Regions from separate parts of the Mus musculus genome. Here regions 2, 3, 4 and 5 are each linked to region 1. The links are chromatin contacts, called in public HiChIP or PLAC-seq and promoter capture Hi-C maps. All regions are on one chromosome and are shown on one strand. The core of a region is the stretch at or near the end of the contact, and the rest is flanking DNA. Distances in the headings are between cores, read along the strand shown. Region 1 holds the start of Aif1l (allograft inflammatory factor 1-like). Region 2 overlaps Ass1 (argininosuccinate synthetase 1). Region 3 overlaps Dnm1 (dynamin 1). Region 4 holds the start of Ciz1 (CDKN1A interacting zinc finger protein 1). Region 5 holds the start of Exosc2 (exosome component 2).

Region 1 (2,700 bases), core at 170-2,669:
CGGGAAGAGACACCTATCTGGGTCTAGACAGTCCATGGAAATAAAGGAATTAGGTCGAAACACTTCAACAGGACCACAGCCCTGGCATCTCCAACGACCTCCAGTTACCTCTAGTGTGCTAACCCTACCAGCTAGCTCCTCGACAGGGGCCTGGAGTTTGTCACTCTGGGTGTCCAGGGACCAAAGGGGCAAATAAGAAGAAATGCCTCCCCTTATATCAATTGGCATACCTCAGCCCCAATGTACTAATAACTCTAGGGTAGAGTGTCTAGCATGGAGAAAATCTTAAGTTCAGTCTCCACTGTAGAGGAAAAGAGAGAGAGAGAAAGAGAGAGAGAGAGAGAGAGAGAGAGAGAGAGAGAGAGAGAGAGAGAGAGAAACTAACTTCGCGGGCTGTCTCCCTAGCGCTGGACCCCAGAAGATGTAGGCTCCTTACTTTCCTGAGCCCACAAAGTGACCCTGCAGGAAGCGAGAAGCTCTTACTGAGACACCAGTCACATCTGAACACAGATCCTGGGAACCCTAAAGCCTCAGGCTGTGCCACCTCTGTGCTTTGCCAATCCAGGAGGCCCTGACACCGTTTCTTATCTCCTGGGATCTACACGCTCAGTAGCAAACGTACGGAGCTGCTATTGTGTCTCTGGCAGCAGCGGAAGGATTTCTTTCTAGAACTTCCCCAGGACCAGGACCAGCATAGAAGAAAAAAACAGTCCCTTGGGCAACTTTTCTAAAAGCTGGTGCAAAGAGCTGTGTGTTAGAGTTGGAGGTGGGAGGCAACAAGGAAATGCCAGCATTAGCCAGCTCCTAGTGTTAAGTTCTGCGGGTCTATGGAGACAGCACTGGCCCTGGGGTCTCTCCTGGCGCCAAACCCCTTAGGTGGTCCCCAGCCGGCTCCCTCACCCGCCCCACCTCCCTGGTCGAGAGTTACAACTTGCAACTGGAGACGCCAGGCAGAGAACTAAGGGGTGGAATGGACTTACCTGGAGTTGGAGGCCACACAGCAGGGGCCAGGGATGCAATTGCAGAAGGCCAGGGGTAGGGGAGGAAGGGGCTGATTTTGTCTGGGGGGAAGGGGTGGCACAGTGCGGCACATGGGACCCACACGCTGTCCCACACAGTGACGCGGCTTACCCGATTGATCTCCTCGAGCCTCTTCTCCTGCCGGGCTTTGAGCAAACCGAACGCCTTCCCTCCTGCGGGAGACAAAGAGTCGGCGGGGAAGCTAGGGTACCAACCGGGCCACGCGCCCCCTCCGAGTTCCCGCGCGCGCCGCACAGCGCACACAGGTGGCGACCCAGGGACGTCCGGCGCGGGATAGCGCGGGGACAGCAGGCGCCTACCTTGGAACCTGTTGCTGAGTGCGACCGACATGGTATGAGCCCGACTCCGGACAAGGCCAGGGACAACAGGGAGGAAAAGTCGTCTGGTCCAGACCTTCGGCAGCGTGTGGCGACGGGACCCAGGGGCGGAGGGACCTCGCGGCCGGACACACCCCGCCCCTCCGGCGGCCCGCCTCCTGCCCCCCTCCCCGCTGCCGCGCGCACCCGGGGCATCAAAGCCCGCTGTTTAGCCGGACGCTTAGCCCGCCGCCGCCCCTCTGCTGGAGGACGCGGAAAATGCAAGATGGGAACGCCCTCTTTCCCCATCACCAGAAGAGACAATATCACATCTCACTAAGAACTTTGCAGAGCTGGTTGTGAAGATCAAGTGCCAATAGAGGCTGTCACCTCACTGTCACCTTTGCCCGGCAGTGCCACGATAACACCGATATTTTAGATAAATACGTGTGTTGGTGCAAATACGGTGTACCTGACACTTGGTCTTTGTGTGTCATTTCCCCTAACTACAAAGTAGTACCGGTATGCCTACTAGATAGAAAAGTCTGGAAGCTGAAGCTGGGACACGAGTCCTCTAGGGTGGTAAAGAAGCAGCCTGTGACTTGAGGAGAAGCCAGGGTGGGCATGCAAGAACTAGGAACTTGTAAAGAAAGAGATCATGAATTCCAGTGTCCAACCTGAACAGACTAGAGACCCTTTCTAGAGACAGGGTCTCCCTCCATTGTTACATTGTGGACACAGGCACAGATCAGGATTGCCCTAACCATGGGATCCAGGAATCCCTGTTCCCCTGACTTATTTCAAGTCTACACTCCTTAGATTGGGATCCTGGGACCAGCTGACTGTGGGGACGGGTAGCCAAGCTCACACAGGGGAGTCCAGTGGTCCAGATAGAATGCTATGGGGCTAATGGGAGGAAAGATGCTTGCGAGGCAGGGCTCCTGCTCTTAGGTTCCTCCCACTATGCATTCATTCATTCATCTGAAGCTGGGCACTTGACACAAGCTCCCTAAGCAGCAGAATAGGAGAAACAGGAGCAGGGACTGCACTGTAGAAGGTAGGCCCACAAGGGCTTGGGAGTTCAAAGCCTGCATGGTCGTGTTCCCTCTGAAAGCTCGGGCAGGAACTGGACTCAGAACAGGGCCCTATTGCTCTGGTCACAGGCTGCCCATGGTCCCAGCTAGCTGGGTTAGCTGTTGTTGTGTGACCAACTTTTCCTGAGGAGATACAACACACACGTTTACTCACCCCAGTTTAGGAACCCACGAGAGATCCAATTACAGATATCACCCAAGTCCAGCTTGGTGACCCAGTAAGCTTTATTAGGGTTATTTACAAGAATATGGGTGAAGAGTTAACTTAC
Region 2 (2,700 bases), core at 126-2,625, 450 kb after region 1:
AGTAGGACAGTGGCACAGCCAATTAGTGACATGACATCCGACAGGCATAAGAAGGATACTGGTGTCTCACATTCCCAAGCAGCACGGGACCCCCTAGGGCTTACGGCTACCTTTGTGCTCACTCAGAATTCCCTCAGGGACCGGAACACTCCCACAGAGCCTGGTCAGGCTATCATGCTTGGGTCTGAACCTGGATCTGTCCACCTCCACAGTCCAGGCTCCAAGGGCTTCTCCCCATGTCCACTGGGCGCATGACCGTCAATCTGAGTCCTGCCTGTAACTTGCAGGGAGCCCTCACCCCTTCAGGGCCTTAGTTTCCCCAACTGTGCTACTTTCTCCCAAAGGTGCTACTTTCTCCCAAGGCCCCTCAGCTGCCTTGGAGGAATTTCTTTGTGTGGCTCCCAAGGGCAGGTGGAGACAAAGGGACATTTAATCAGATGTTAAATAGGTAAGAGACAAAGGTAGGCTGGGAATGAAAGGAGACACTCATTAGCATATTGTTCTTTACAAGGCCTTCTCAAGAGAGCTGCAGTTGTGCAGATTCTCACGGAGGATGATCAGTGTGGGGCGAGGAGAACCCTGGGGCTAGGCGACTCCAGCTCCACCCAACCCCCAACTATCGGAGGCAAGACCCAGGATGCAGTAGGGGAAACTGAGGCCCACGACAAACAGTTCGAGACCCCAGGGCCAGGGTCTGGGATCTGCATCTTCTCTCACAGCTGACAGCTGCTGCTGTGGCAGCGTGTCAGCTCTCTTGGGACGTAGGGTCTCAATTTAAAAATCTCCCCAAGGAACTAGACTGGGACTGAACCTTGGCCTGGTTTTATTTAGCTGTTACTGTCCCAAATCAACCATGAAGCAAAGTGATTTGAAGCCCCTACCTGTGTCACTGGTATTTAAACATTCAGGTGCCCCAGTTCAGGGGGCCCTAACTGCCCAAATGATGGGAATGCCCTAAAAACACTCTATTGTTAATAACATACACACACACACACACACACACACACACACACACACACGGGGGGGGGGGGGGGACACGGACGGACTGGCAGGGACCTGGGATGGAAATGCTCAATGGATAGGGAAAGTGAAGAGGAAGAGAATATAGACAGCAAATGACCCAGGACTGAGTGGGAGTCGTGTAAAAACAGAGACAGGCACCTGCCTGGGAATCAACTCTCTCTTACTCTCTCTCATCTCCAAGACAGGAAGGGGATCTGATGGCCCCGTGGTCCCATAATGGCAGCCTAGACCAGCCAAGTGGCAGGCATGCCATAGAAAGGGACTATCTGTCTCTAGCAAGGCTTTGGAGTCATGCCTGAATTGGCCCGTCCTGTTCAGGTTTCTTGTGTATAGCTCACAGCGCCCTCCCTGGCAAGAGTCCCACTCTACTGCGTGCCTGGTGCTAGAAGTGCCTTAATGACCACGAAATTGGCCCTGCATGGTCCGCCTCTTAACCTGACTGGCCCGCCCGTGACACAAGACAGCCTGACCTCCAGGCCGACCTCTCTCCCAGACCCCTCCCAACACTAGAGGCGGCTCCTCTCGAAGCACCCCAAGAAGTCAGTGCAAAGGCCACTGTTCACACTTCATCTCCAGTCCTCACTTCATCGGGGTGTAAGAGAAAGCAAGGGGCAGCCAAGGTGGCCTGGGGTGAAAGGTGACACCCAGGTGGTACAGGAGCTCTGGAAAGTGCCGAAACCAGCCCTGGGTGTCGAATCCACTTACCTCGGGACTTCATTCCAATGAAGCGGTTCTCCACGATGTCAATGCGACCCACTCCGTGCTTGCCCCTGAAAAGAAACACGTCACTTGGACTCAGGTGCTGGCACAAAGCTTGAGGACAGAGGCCACCCACTGAGCAGGTGCCCTTGGCTTGGCTGAAGACCTAACTATGGGCATACTGACTCTCAGGCTCTATGTCTCAGCTCACCTGAGCCAGGAAAACAGGCCCAAGTGGAGAGAAGTGGGTAACCTAAGGCCCTGAAAGAGAACGGATTGTCTGGGTCACCCTGGGTGCTCCGCCCGCTACATCTATACTGGGACTTGCTTGACCCTAACCCTCACTGAGGATTTATCTTTCTTTGTCCTAATGCCTGGCTCAGCCAAAGGCCTGCAGCCCCAGCTGGTCCCACCATAGAAGGTGGTGGTAGCCTTGGAACTTTTGTGTTCATGGTTTGTGGATTTAAACCAATACCAATGCCAAACCAATACCCTCGGCTCAGGGCACTCTATGTCTACAAGGCCAACTGCCAGACCTCCAGGTCATGAACTTTAGCTGTGACCATTAGTCACACAGGCCCAGGCCTGTGCTTGCTTGAGATGGCGGTCCTGGGGGTCGCAGGCAGACTGTGGACACTCACGCAACTTCGTTCAGGTACATGAAGAGTTCCAGGGATGTGGTGCGGGTTGTGCCATCTTTGATGTTGGTCACCTTCACAGGGACCCCTGGGGCAGAGAGGGAGGAGAGTGGGCCTTCAGTCTGGGGCTCAGCAGAGCAGCCTGTGCCCACCACCCCACCCTCTCCCTCCACCCACATCGCCTTAAATGGATGTGACAGACATGGAGTCCGAATGACTCCTTCAAAGCCCTGTGCTGGGGGGAGAGAAGGGGCAAGAAAGCCCCCCAGAATGAAAGAGGAAAATGCAATAAAAACGCTCGCCCCCTCCCTCCCATTCTCTCTGCCCCTTTAGCATTTAG
Region 3 (2,700 bases), core at 125-2,624, 390 kb before region 1:
GCTGACCCTTCACAGAGAGCCACAGTGTCCAGGTATCAGAAAAGCCACAAAGCAGTTCCTTTTAGTGTCTCCAGAGGATCTACTGTGTGTCAGGGTGTCTGCTCATGGGGGCTGGGGGGCTGCTGGTCCTGTCTGTGGACGTGTGAGGCTTCCTGGGTCCTGTTCTTGTTCAGCCACTCTCCATAAAATCCAACCTTACCCTCTCTGGGCTTCAGTCCCACCTTCAGGGCAGTGATGGGGGAGTAGGGTGCCCTCTATTCTGCTGTTTTCCTTGCTTTCATCTTGCCTTTCTTTCATGGTGCCTCAGTCAGGATTCAGTACCCAGAGGAGGTGAGGCAGAGATTTCTGTGGGGTTTCAGATTTCTTGCTGAAGTTTAGGGGTCCTCCTAGAGGAGGCTGAAAATGAGGAATCCTTCTTGGTAGCCCCTGCGGTCTTCATGTTCTGGGCATGGACTCAGTCTCTCTGCTGAGAGGCCCCACAAACCCTTTAACTACCATGTCTGATGTTCCACCATAGCTGAGCACACATTCAGAATGAGGGAATGAGTCCAAAGGCACCAGGCCAGGGAAGGGTAGAGGTGGGATTCGAACCCATGGCCTATACCTGGCACTGCCTCTTAACCTCTAAGGCAAGCAAGCTGTAGTGAAAGAAAACATGACAGGCATACAGGATATTGTTGCTTAGTGTGGCCTATCCTTGGAGACTTGAATCTAGCACACACTGAGGAACCAGCACTTGTAACAAGCAGCCTCGTGAATTCTGACTCAGGCTGAGTAGGCCTCGCTTAGAGAGCCTGGGCTCCTGACGTCACCCTGGGCCTCTGAGAGCTTGGTCTTGGCCAGTTCTGCTTATGGGCTCCAGCTTTGAGGTGGCAGTGGCTTGGGCCAAACCCTAAGCAGCCATCAACTGTCTCAGGCAGGAGATTAGGATCACCCCACTCTCTGAGGCTCTCCAGAGCCCTCCACCCTCAGGCACCTAAGGCTGGGTGGGCACATCTGCTCCCAGGGAGGCCTCTCAAGGAATAACTTCAGGGGAGTCCACATCTCTGCCTGGGGAGGGCTCTCTATGGGGGAGCCCCATCCTTCCCAGCCCCTCCTGCTGTTTCCACGGCAACCACTGTTGCCATGGCTCTGCTTGGCAAGCAGCTGGTGAGGAAGAGGGTGGACCCGAGGCCCATACACCCACCAAAGCCACTGACAAAACAAATGTGTTACCTCCACAATCCTGGAGACCTCCCAAACAGAGGGGTGACTCTCCCCAAGGAGTCACTGATTTAAGGCTGGGTGATGAGGCAGGAAGTCCTCTAGGCTGGGACTCCCTCCCTCCTGGCCTGCCTGGCCAGCTCTGTCCTACCACAAGCTACACTGTTTACTCTCTGCCTCCACCACACTGTGAGCGCCTTGGGTGGGGAGCTGGTGACTCATCTCTCATCCTCAGGGCCCAGCACAGGGCCTGGCACAGATCAGAGTCAATTCAATTATATAAAAAGCTAAATCTGGCTCCTTGGAGTAGGGGTGGCACGGAGGGATGGAGGACATTTTCTAGCCTCTGGGGTCCAACAGACACTTGGGTTTGAATGTCAGACCTGGGGCTGGAGTATACAGTTCAATGGCAGAGTACTTAACTGACTAGCATGTGGGAGAGTCTGGATTTAAAGTCCAGTGCTGAAAAACACATGAAACAACAACAAAATCCAAACTAATAAGACAAAGCTCACAGTTCTGCTGTGTTACCTTGAGTCAGTCGCTTCCCCTCTCTGAGCCTCAGGTGCTTCATCCATAAAGTGAGACTCTATGAGCGTCTCATTTGATGACTTGGGGATTCCCTTAGAATGCATTAAATCCCTCATGAATACTGAGCCCTGGGCTGCCATGGTATTCAGTAGTAGGCGGAAAGTACCAGCCCTGTTCTCCTGCACATTATTAGTGTGGCAAGAAGGAGATGCATTTGCCTGGTACCTAGAACGGATTAATGCATGCCAACTGTCCCTTGCCTTGCCCAAGTTGGTGGCCCACAGACTCCCAGCAGTCTCTGTTTTTCTAGAGGTGGCACAGGAGAGGGCCCCAAGAGGGGGCCTTGAAACTGAGGCCCGTGGGTCTGTCTGTTCTCCTCGGACCCTTTGCTCCTGAGGTCTGGGTTCATCAGGAAGTGTTGTGAGCCTCCATCAGCTCTGGGCTGAGTCTGCGTATCTGATGCCCTCGGAGTCTCCCTGGGTCTCTTCCAGGAGGTGACTGGCTGGGTCAGTAGGATCCCTGGGGCGCTGGTCTGCTTCCCCATCTCCTGAGTTCTGGGGGATCCTGTGACTGCTAATTCTGCCAGCCTGATTCCTGGAGAGGCCTCCACCCTCCAGCCAGCCTGTGGAAGTCATGGGTGGGGCCACTTGAGAATAGCTGACAGACACTCATCCAAAAGTTGACATCAGCAGGAGCCAATGTTGGGTATAGCCTGTCAGGCCTCAGGGCAGTCCTATGGAGGGGCTGAGTCCGTGGGGCCTGGAGGTCAGGAGCTCTTACAGAGCTGAGGCCAGGCTCTCGTCTGCTTTGTCGTGCTATTGGATGATCCCTGAGGCTGTTTCTCCATCTATAAAGTGGGGACAGTAACTTCATCCTCCTCCCAGGGCTACTTTCTGGAGCTCATGAGCTGCTGCCCACAAAGCAGCTGGCATGCAGTTGGTACCAAAGGAGGCTGAGTTCTGTTCT
Region 4 (2,700 bases), core at 143-2,642, 410 kb before region 1:
CCTCTTCTGGGCCTCAGGTTGCTATCCTCATTTGTAGAGGGGGGTTACGGGTGTGCCTCCCCTTAGGTTTATCAGCAGAGGCAGGAACGGCCAGCACCGTAGCCCGGTAACCCTGTACTTAGCAGAGTAGCCTGTGGACTTCATCTCCTGGGAGCCTGGTATCTTCATCTATAAGGATGCTGTTAGGGCCGCTGTGAGTGTTGGTAAGAATGAATGGGTTAGGAAGAAGCTGAGGGCCACGGGGAACTGCCATACCTTGCAACTGCTGTAGGAGCAAAGCTCTTTGCAGCATGGGGCCATTGAGCAGGGAGGTCGAGTGGAGGCCCTGGAGACTCAGAAGCTGTTGCGGGGATGACTGCTGGGGGAGGCCCCTGTGTGATGGGAGTAGGGTGTCAGAGGGGTCCTGGGAAAGCCATCTACCCGGAGGTCTCTCACCTCCATTCTCTCCATCTCAATGGCAGATGGAGGATCCCCTCCAAGGTAGAAACTGATGACATTTAATACTCAAACAAGGATGCCCCTGGGGAAAAAATAACTACTGGGAGCCAGGCTCCAAAATGTGGGTCTGAGCCGTCAGACCTCAGACTGCTCCTGGAAGTGGAAAACTCACCGGCTGACAGGAATGGACAAGGAGGCCTGTGGTGGGGACTGTTGCAGCAGCTGTTGGAGCTGCAGTATCTGCTGTTGCTGCTGCTGGAGCTGCTGCTGCTGGAGCTGCTGCTGCAACTGTTGCTGCTGCTGCTGCAACTGTTGCTGCTGCTGGAGTTGCGGGTTGAACATGGTGGCTGAAGGGGGTATGGTGGGTAGGGTCAGATCACCACTTTGGGATGATCCAGCTTCTCTCCCCTCCCAAAACACCCACCCCAGCATAACGCCTGCTAAGCTTCACCGCTACACAGTCCCACCCACGCCAAGAGCACGCTGCATTTATACCCGGGGCTTCGGGGCTTCCAGTTCTTCCGGTCAGCTGCCAGAACAGGATACACACACAGACACGCCTTCAGTTCTTTATCTTCCCTCCCATCTCTTCAACTCTGGCGGTCCAACCTTCTAATCGGAGCACACCTTTCCACTCCCATCTCCTGCCTGTCAGTCACTCTACACTTCCTGGTGCTTCCCGTGCACACTTCCCTGTTTTGGATTCCGCTGTCCTCTCCCTAAATTGTGTCACTTAAATCCATGAACCCTGGATGGGAAACGCTTCCGTCCGCCGCAGCACACCCCCACCCCGCTCCGTTGTCCCTCATCCCTCCACTCCCTTCCCTCGCAGATATAGCCAACGCCACTTAACTAATCCTGTGGCCTCGCCTGTCCACAAAGCCCGTAGGCTCTCTGCAAGTAGCCGCTATCCCTGCGGTCCACCCTTCCCGGGGTGCCCAACCCTCCTCCACTGTCGCTTCCGGGGCGGGCACCACACTGGCTCCCCCTCACCTCCCGGCAATCCACGAAAACCGAAACCGTGAAAGCCACGAGCTGACTCGTAAGGCGGGCTCCGGAGCTCCCGGGCTGCTCGGGACGGTGACCGGACCGGGACACTCCGAAGGCCCAGCGGCTGGCCACTCCCGCGCAGAGCGCCCTCTGGAGGTGCGGAGGCCTCAGCGCGGACGCCGCGGCGGGCGAACAAGCCTCGCGCGCAGGTCACGTCGCGGGGACCGCGACCAATCTGCAATCGCTAGAGCCGCGGTGGCTCCCAGGTGCTATGAGGCGCCGGGCAGCGTAGGCTCCTGTCCCCAGATCCCAGCATCGGGAAGGGGCGATTCTGAGTTCCCACGGCCGTCTGTTTATCTGGCAGGGGCAAAGGGGACCGACAGTCGGTCAGATCCCAACTGACCTCCCCAATGCCACCACTGTCCCCAGATCCCGAGCCCGCGTGGGGCTGGGACAAGAGCAAGCGGGCGCGCGTATGTGTGGTGAATTCAGCTTTAAAAAAATAGTTTTGTTTTTTACATTTTTTTAAAAAAGATTTAGTTTATGTGTATGAGTGTTTTGAACGTATGTGTATCTGTATATCGTGTATATCTTGTACATCCTGGAACTAGAGTTAGAAACATTTGTGAATTGTCTTGTGAGTGCTAGGAATCGAACCCAGCTCCTCTGCAAGAACAAGTGCTCTTAACCACTGAGCTATCTCTCCTCATCCCCGTTTTTTGTTTTTTTGTTTTTGTTTTTTTTTGTTTTTTGTTTTTTTTTGGTTTTTTTTTTTTTTGGTTTTTTTTTTTTTTTTTTTGGTTTTTGGTTTTTTGAGGCAGGGTTTCTCTGTATAGCCCTGGCTGTCCTGGCACTCACTTTGTAGACCAGGCTGGCCTCGAACTCAGAAATCCGTCTGCCTCTGCCTCCCGAGTGCTGGGATTAAAGGCGTGCGCCACCACGCCCGCCTCTCACCCCCGTCTTTTAAATATGTATTCTTATTTCAGGTGTATGAATGTTTTGCCTGCATGTATGTGTGTGTACTTTGTATGTGCCTAGTGCTTGCAGAGGTCTAAAGAGGGCATCTGATCCCCTAGGAAGAAGTTTGTGGATGGTTGTGAGCCACCTGTGGGAGTGCTGGGAGCTGAACCTGGGTCCTTTGGAAGAAGAACAAACGTTAACCACTTAACAAGTTCCCAAGCCTCTGATTTCCTTTTCCGTTTCATTGTGTTGTGTAGCAATGGCTACATATGGAAACTCACTATAGACCAGACTGGCCTCGAATTCACAGAA
Region 5 (2,700 bases), core at 133-2,632, 280 kb after region 1:
CATGCTGCAACTATGAAGGAATGAATCCTAAGATATCTGCCATCTAATACCTTAAACTTAAAGCTTAGAGGCAACACTATAAACACTATAATCTCATTTGTACCAAAAAAAAAGAAGAAAGAAAAAGAAAGAAAGAGGAAGAAAGAACAAACTAGGTGCAACGGACAAACGGCCACACCTTTGAGTTAAGAATTTGGGAGGCGGGCTGGTGAGATGGCTCAGCAGGTAAGAGCACCCGACTGCTCTTCCAAAGGTCCTGAGTTCAAATCCCAGCAACCACATGGTGGCTCACAACCATCCGTAATGAGATCTGACTCCCTCTTCTGGTATGTCTGAAGACAGCTACAGTGTACTTACATATAATAAATAAATAAATCTTAAAAAAAAAAAAAAAGAATTTGGGAGGCAGAAGCAGGTGGATCTCTTGAGTTCAAAATCAGAGCGGTCTACATAGTAAGTTCCAGGACAGTCAGTGCTACATAGTGAGATTGGAGGGTTGGGGGTGAGGGGGGGGGACGACGGGGGGGGGGGGACGGACAGACATCGGGAAGACTGGCTACCTAATGCAGATTTATCTTTGGTGGTAATACAATGGTGGATTTTGCTCTCCTGCCCCACTTTTCAGTTAATACTCACTAACCTACCAATTCCTGTTGTCACCACTGTCTTCCAGGTGAGGATACCGGCCTTAGCAAGGTGCTAAACTAAGGATAACAATGTCAGATGTCCGACTCCATAGACAGCCCTAACTGCCACATGTTGTGACTTTCCGTGCTAAATTTGTATTGTTGGGTACAATATGTTGCCTCAACCCCCGCTCCACCAAAATTACTGCTTCCAAGTCAGGCTTGTCGCTGAGGTAACACTGAAAGAGATGACCAACCCCACTGTCCATTCAGAGGGTTGTAAGAAGGGCCCTGCAACCAGCCCTCCCCAGTTCTCCCTCCCTAGGAAGGCTCAAGAATCTTGAGTTTCAGGATAAGGGTCCAAAAGTTCCGAACGCCATAGATCAAAAGAGGGAATCAGGAACTGACAAAGGTGCAGCCAAGATGCCGGGAGTCAGAAGCGTGAGGCTCGCAAAGGAGGGAACTAGTATGGATGCTCCGATGTGTCCCGGGTAACTCGGGGACTTAGATACAACGGGACAGGAGGCCTGGGTTCCGGGACAGCGGGCCACGTGCAGAGAGCTCTGCAGCCGCCTCCTGAGGCCTTGGGACCCCCAAATCCTCACGTACCGCATGAAGCCTGTGTCCGTGGTGATCGTGTCCCCCGGCACCACCAAGTGTTTCTTAGAGTCGCGGCCCAAGCTCTCACTGAGAGGTTTGCGAGCTTTAGGGAGCCTCATCTCCAACGCCATCTTGGCGCCAATGACTTGCGCAGGCGCAGCTCTACACCGCTCCTCAACTCCCGCCTTCCTTCAGAGAAGCGACCAATGGGAATGGATAGTGTGGCAGCCATGTTGAGTATTGGCAATATTAAGTTAACTCGTGGAAGTGAGGGCACCAAGCTGCCATGTTTACTATTGGCAAGAAAGCACCTGCGGAATGATGAATTCTCATGTCGTAAGGGAATATGACATTAGTTTGGTTTGGTGTTTGGATGTCAGTTTTGTGTTTGTTTTAGAGGAACGACCCCGTGTAGGGCTAGCCTCAAACTCTGTATAGTTGAGGATAACCTTGCTGAGGTCCAGATGTTCATGCCTCCACCTCCCAAATGCTGCGATTACGTGAGTTTGTGTAGGTTGTGGGTTTGGTGGTGGTGGTAGTGGTAGTGGTAGTGGTAGTGGTAGTGGTAGTGGTAGTGGTAGTGGTAGTGGTAGTGGTAGTGGTAGTGGTAGTGGTAGTGGTAGTGGTAGTGGTGTTTGATGCCCAAGAGGACAAAAGAGGATGTTGGAGTCCCTGTAACTGGAATTATAGAAGTTTGTGAGCCATTATGTGGGTGCTGGGAAACGAAACCAAGTCCTCTGGAAATGTGGCCAGTACTCTCAACCTCTGAACCACCTCTCCATTCCAGGTGTAGGATTTTTTAAAGACAGTGCCTCATGTCATCCAGGTTGGTCTCAAACTAGCTGTGTAACCCAGGGTATCCTTGAACTCCTCCTCCTCCACCTCCCAGGAGCTGGGATTACAGGTGTAAGCTGCCATACCAAACTGTATGAGTTTTTACCCAAACTGTTCCATTTCATCATTTTATTTATTGTTGGCAAGTCTAGAGATTGAGAAATGAACCTTGGCATCCAACTCAAAACCACTATAATCTAATATTTTGTAGACTATAGATTTAGGACCGGGATTTACAGGAAACACCATCTGAGGAGAAGCTAGAACCCTCTGAATACTGCTCCTCGTGGGCCTTGTCTTCTAGCCCCTTAGGTGCTGTCCTCACCTACTGCCCTATGGCTCTAATGTGCTTTAGTAAGGACCTCTTCTGAGTGATGACATGTGTCTGCTGAAAGATGACTGTTGTAAACAGTCATGTGACAAGCAAGTCTGTAGGGAGGCATAAATGTAACTTTTATTTTCCTGTTGTAATTGTTGACTGGGAGGTTTACTGTCTTTGTTTGCTAACCTAGGTCTAGTTCTGGAAGCTTCTAGACTCTGTACAGTCTTATCTAGGCCTAAAATGTTTTCAGCCTCTGAATTGCTGCTGAATAAGCTCCCCCTTTCTAGTTCTTTCTGAGCTCTGGCTGGCTGATTCAAC

What was found. Promoter capture Hi-C pulls out the DNA fragments that hold promoters and counts their contacts. HiChIP or PLAC-seq counts read pairs in DNA pulled down with a chosen protein or histone mark.
Region 2: a contact with region 1 is called in a promoter capture Hi-C map of liver, with 2.1 times the contacts expected there. The contact joins the enhancer-like site here to the promoter of Aif1l in region 1. A contact is called at or near these places in 9 of 39 promoter capture datasets (the 3T3-L1 cell line, the C10 cell line, HPC-7-derived erythroid cells and 6 more), 1 of 484 Hi-C or Micro-C datasets (bone marrow-derived macrophages), 1 of 115 datasets of contacts at active chromatin or transcription factors (astrocytes) and 3 of 9 other capture datasets (adipose tissue, embryonic stem cells and liver).
Region 3: a contact with region 1 is called in an HNF4G HiChIP or PLAC-seq map of pancreatic cancer cells. The contact joins the enhancer-like site here to the promoter of Aif1l in region 1. A contact is called at or near these places in 4 of 39 promoter capture datasets (cranial neural crest, liver, pre-B cells and 1 more), 1 of 484 Hi-C or Micro-C datasets (the G1E-ER4 cell line), 3 of 115 datasets of contacts at active chromatin or transcription factors (embryonic stem cells and pancreatic cancer cells) and 1 of 9 other capture datasets (embryonic stem cells).
Region 4: a contact with region 1 is called in a promoter capture Hi-C map of fetal liver, with 2.5 times the contacts expected there. The contact joins the promoter of Ciz1 here to the promoter of Aif1l in region 1. A contact is called at or near these places in 5 of 39 promoter capture datasets (fetal liver, hematopoietic stem and progenitor cells, liver and 2 more), 2 of 115 datasets of contacts at active chromatin or transcription factors (both in embryonic stem cells) and 1 of 9 other capture datasets (embryonic stem cells).
Region 5: an H3K4me3 HiChIP or PLAC-seq map of craniofacial prominence shows a contact between it and region 1, with 3 times the contacts expected there. The contact joins the promoter of Exosc2 here to the promoter of Aif1l in region 1. A contact is called at or near these places in 20 of 39 promoter capture datasets (the 3T3-L1 cell line, 3T3-L1-derived adipocytes, the C10 cell line and 13 more), 1 of 15 datasets of contacts at CTCF or cohesin (the NIH/3T3 cell line), 4 of 484 Hi-C or Micro-C datasets (the G1E-ER4 cell line, bone marrow, cortical neurons and 1 more), 21 of 115 datasets of contacts at active chromatin or transcription factors (the NIH/3T3 cell line, astrocytes, bone marrow-derived macrophages and 14 more) and 5 of 9 other capture datasets (adipose tissue, embryonic stem cells, liver and 2 more).

Annotation. Positions count from the first base shown.
Region 1 is chr2:31,949,022-31,951,721 of GRCm38.p6, reverse strand. It overlaps Aif1l (allograft inflammatory factor 1-like), which reads right to left and starts at 1,419. Exons shown (of 6, transcript NM_145144.1): 1 at 1,341-1,419; 2 at 1,132-1,193. The coding sequence starts at 1,371. It overlaps Lamc3 (laminin gamma 3), which reads right to left. Exons shown (of 28, transcript NM_011836.4): 28 at 2,639-2,700.
Region 2 is chr2:31,500,581-31,503,280 of GRCm38.p6, reverse strand. Ass1 (argininosuccinate synthetase 1) reads right to left here. Exons shown (of 16, transcript NM_007494.3): 11 at 2,364-2,448; 12 at 1,729-1,793. Among named protein-coding and RNA genes, the nearest start is that of Ass1, 32 kb to the right of the region's middle. Within about 2 kb of position 1,375, at least 19 of the 459 cell types and tissues checked have an H3K27ac peak or open chromatin away from gene starts, as enhancers often do. A contact at or near this core is called in liver, where this site is marked.
Region 3 is chr2:32,341,340-32,344,039 of GRCm38.p6, reverse strand. The region is part of intron 1 of Dnm1 (dynamin 1); the gene reads left to right. Among named protein-coding and RNA genes, the nearest start is that of Dnm1, 11 kb to the left of the region's middle. Within about 2 kb of position 1,374, at least 154 of the 459 cell types and tissues checked have an H3K27ac peak or open chromatin away from gene starts, as enhancers often do. A contact at or near this core is called in pancreatic cancer cells, where this site is marked.
Region 4 is chr2:32,361,890-32,364,589 of GRCm38.p6, reverse strand. Ciz1 (CDKN1A interacting zinc finger protein 1) reads right to left here and starts at 1,392. Exons shown (of 17, transcript NM_028412.2): 1 at 1,292-1,392; 2 at 611-785; 3 at 256-371. The coding sequence starts at 780.
Region 5 is chr2:31,669,397-31,672,096 of GRCm38.p6, reverse strand. It overlaps Exosc2 (exosome component 2), which reads right to left and starts at 1,382. Exons shown (of 9, transcript NM_144886.3): 1 at 1,236-1,382. The coding sequence starts at 1,357.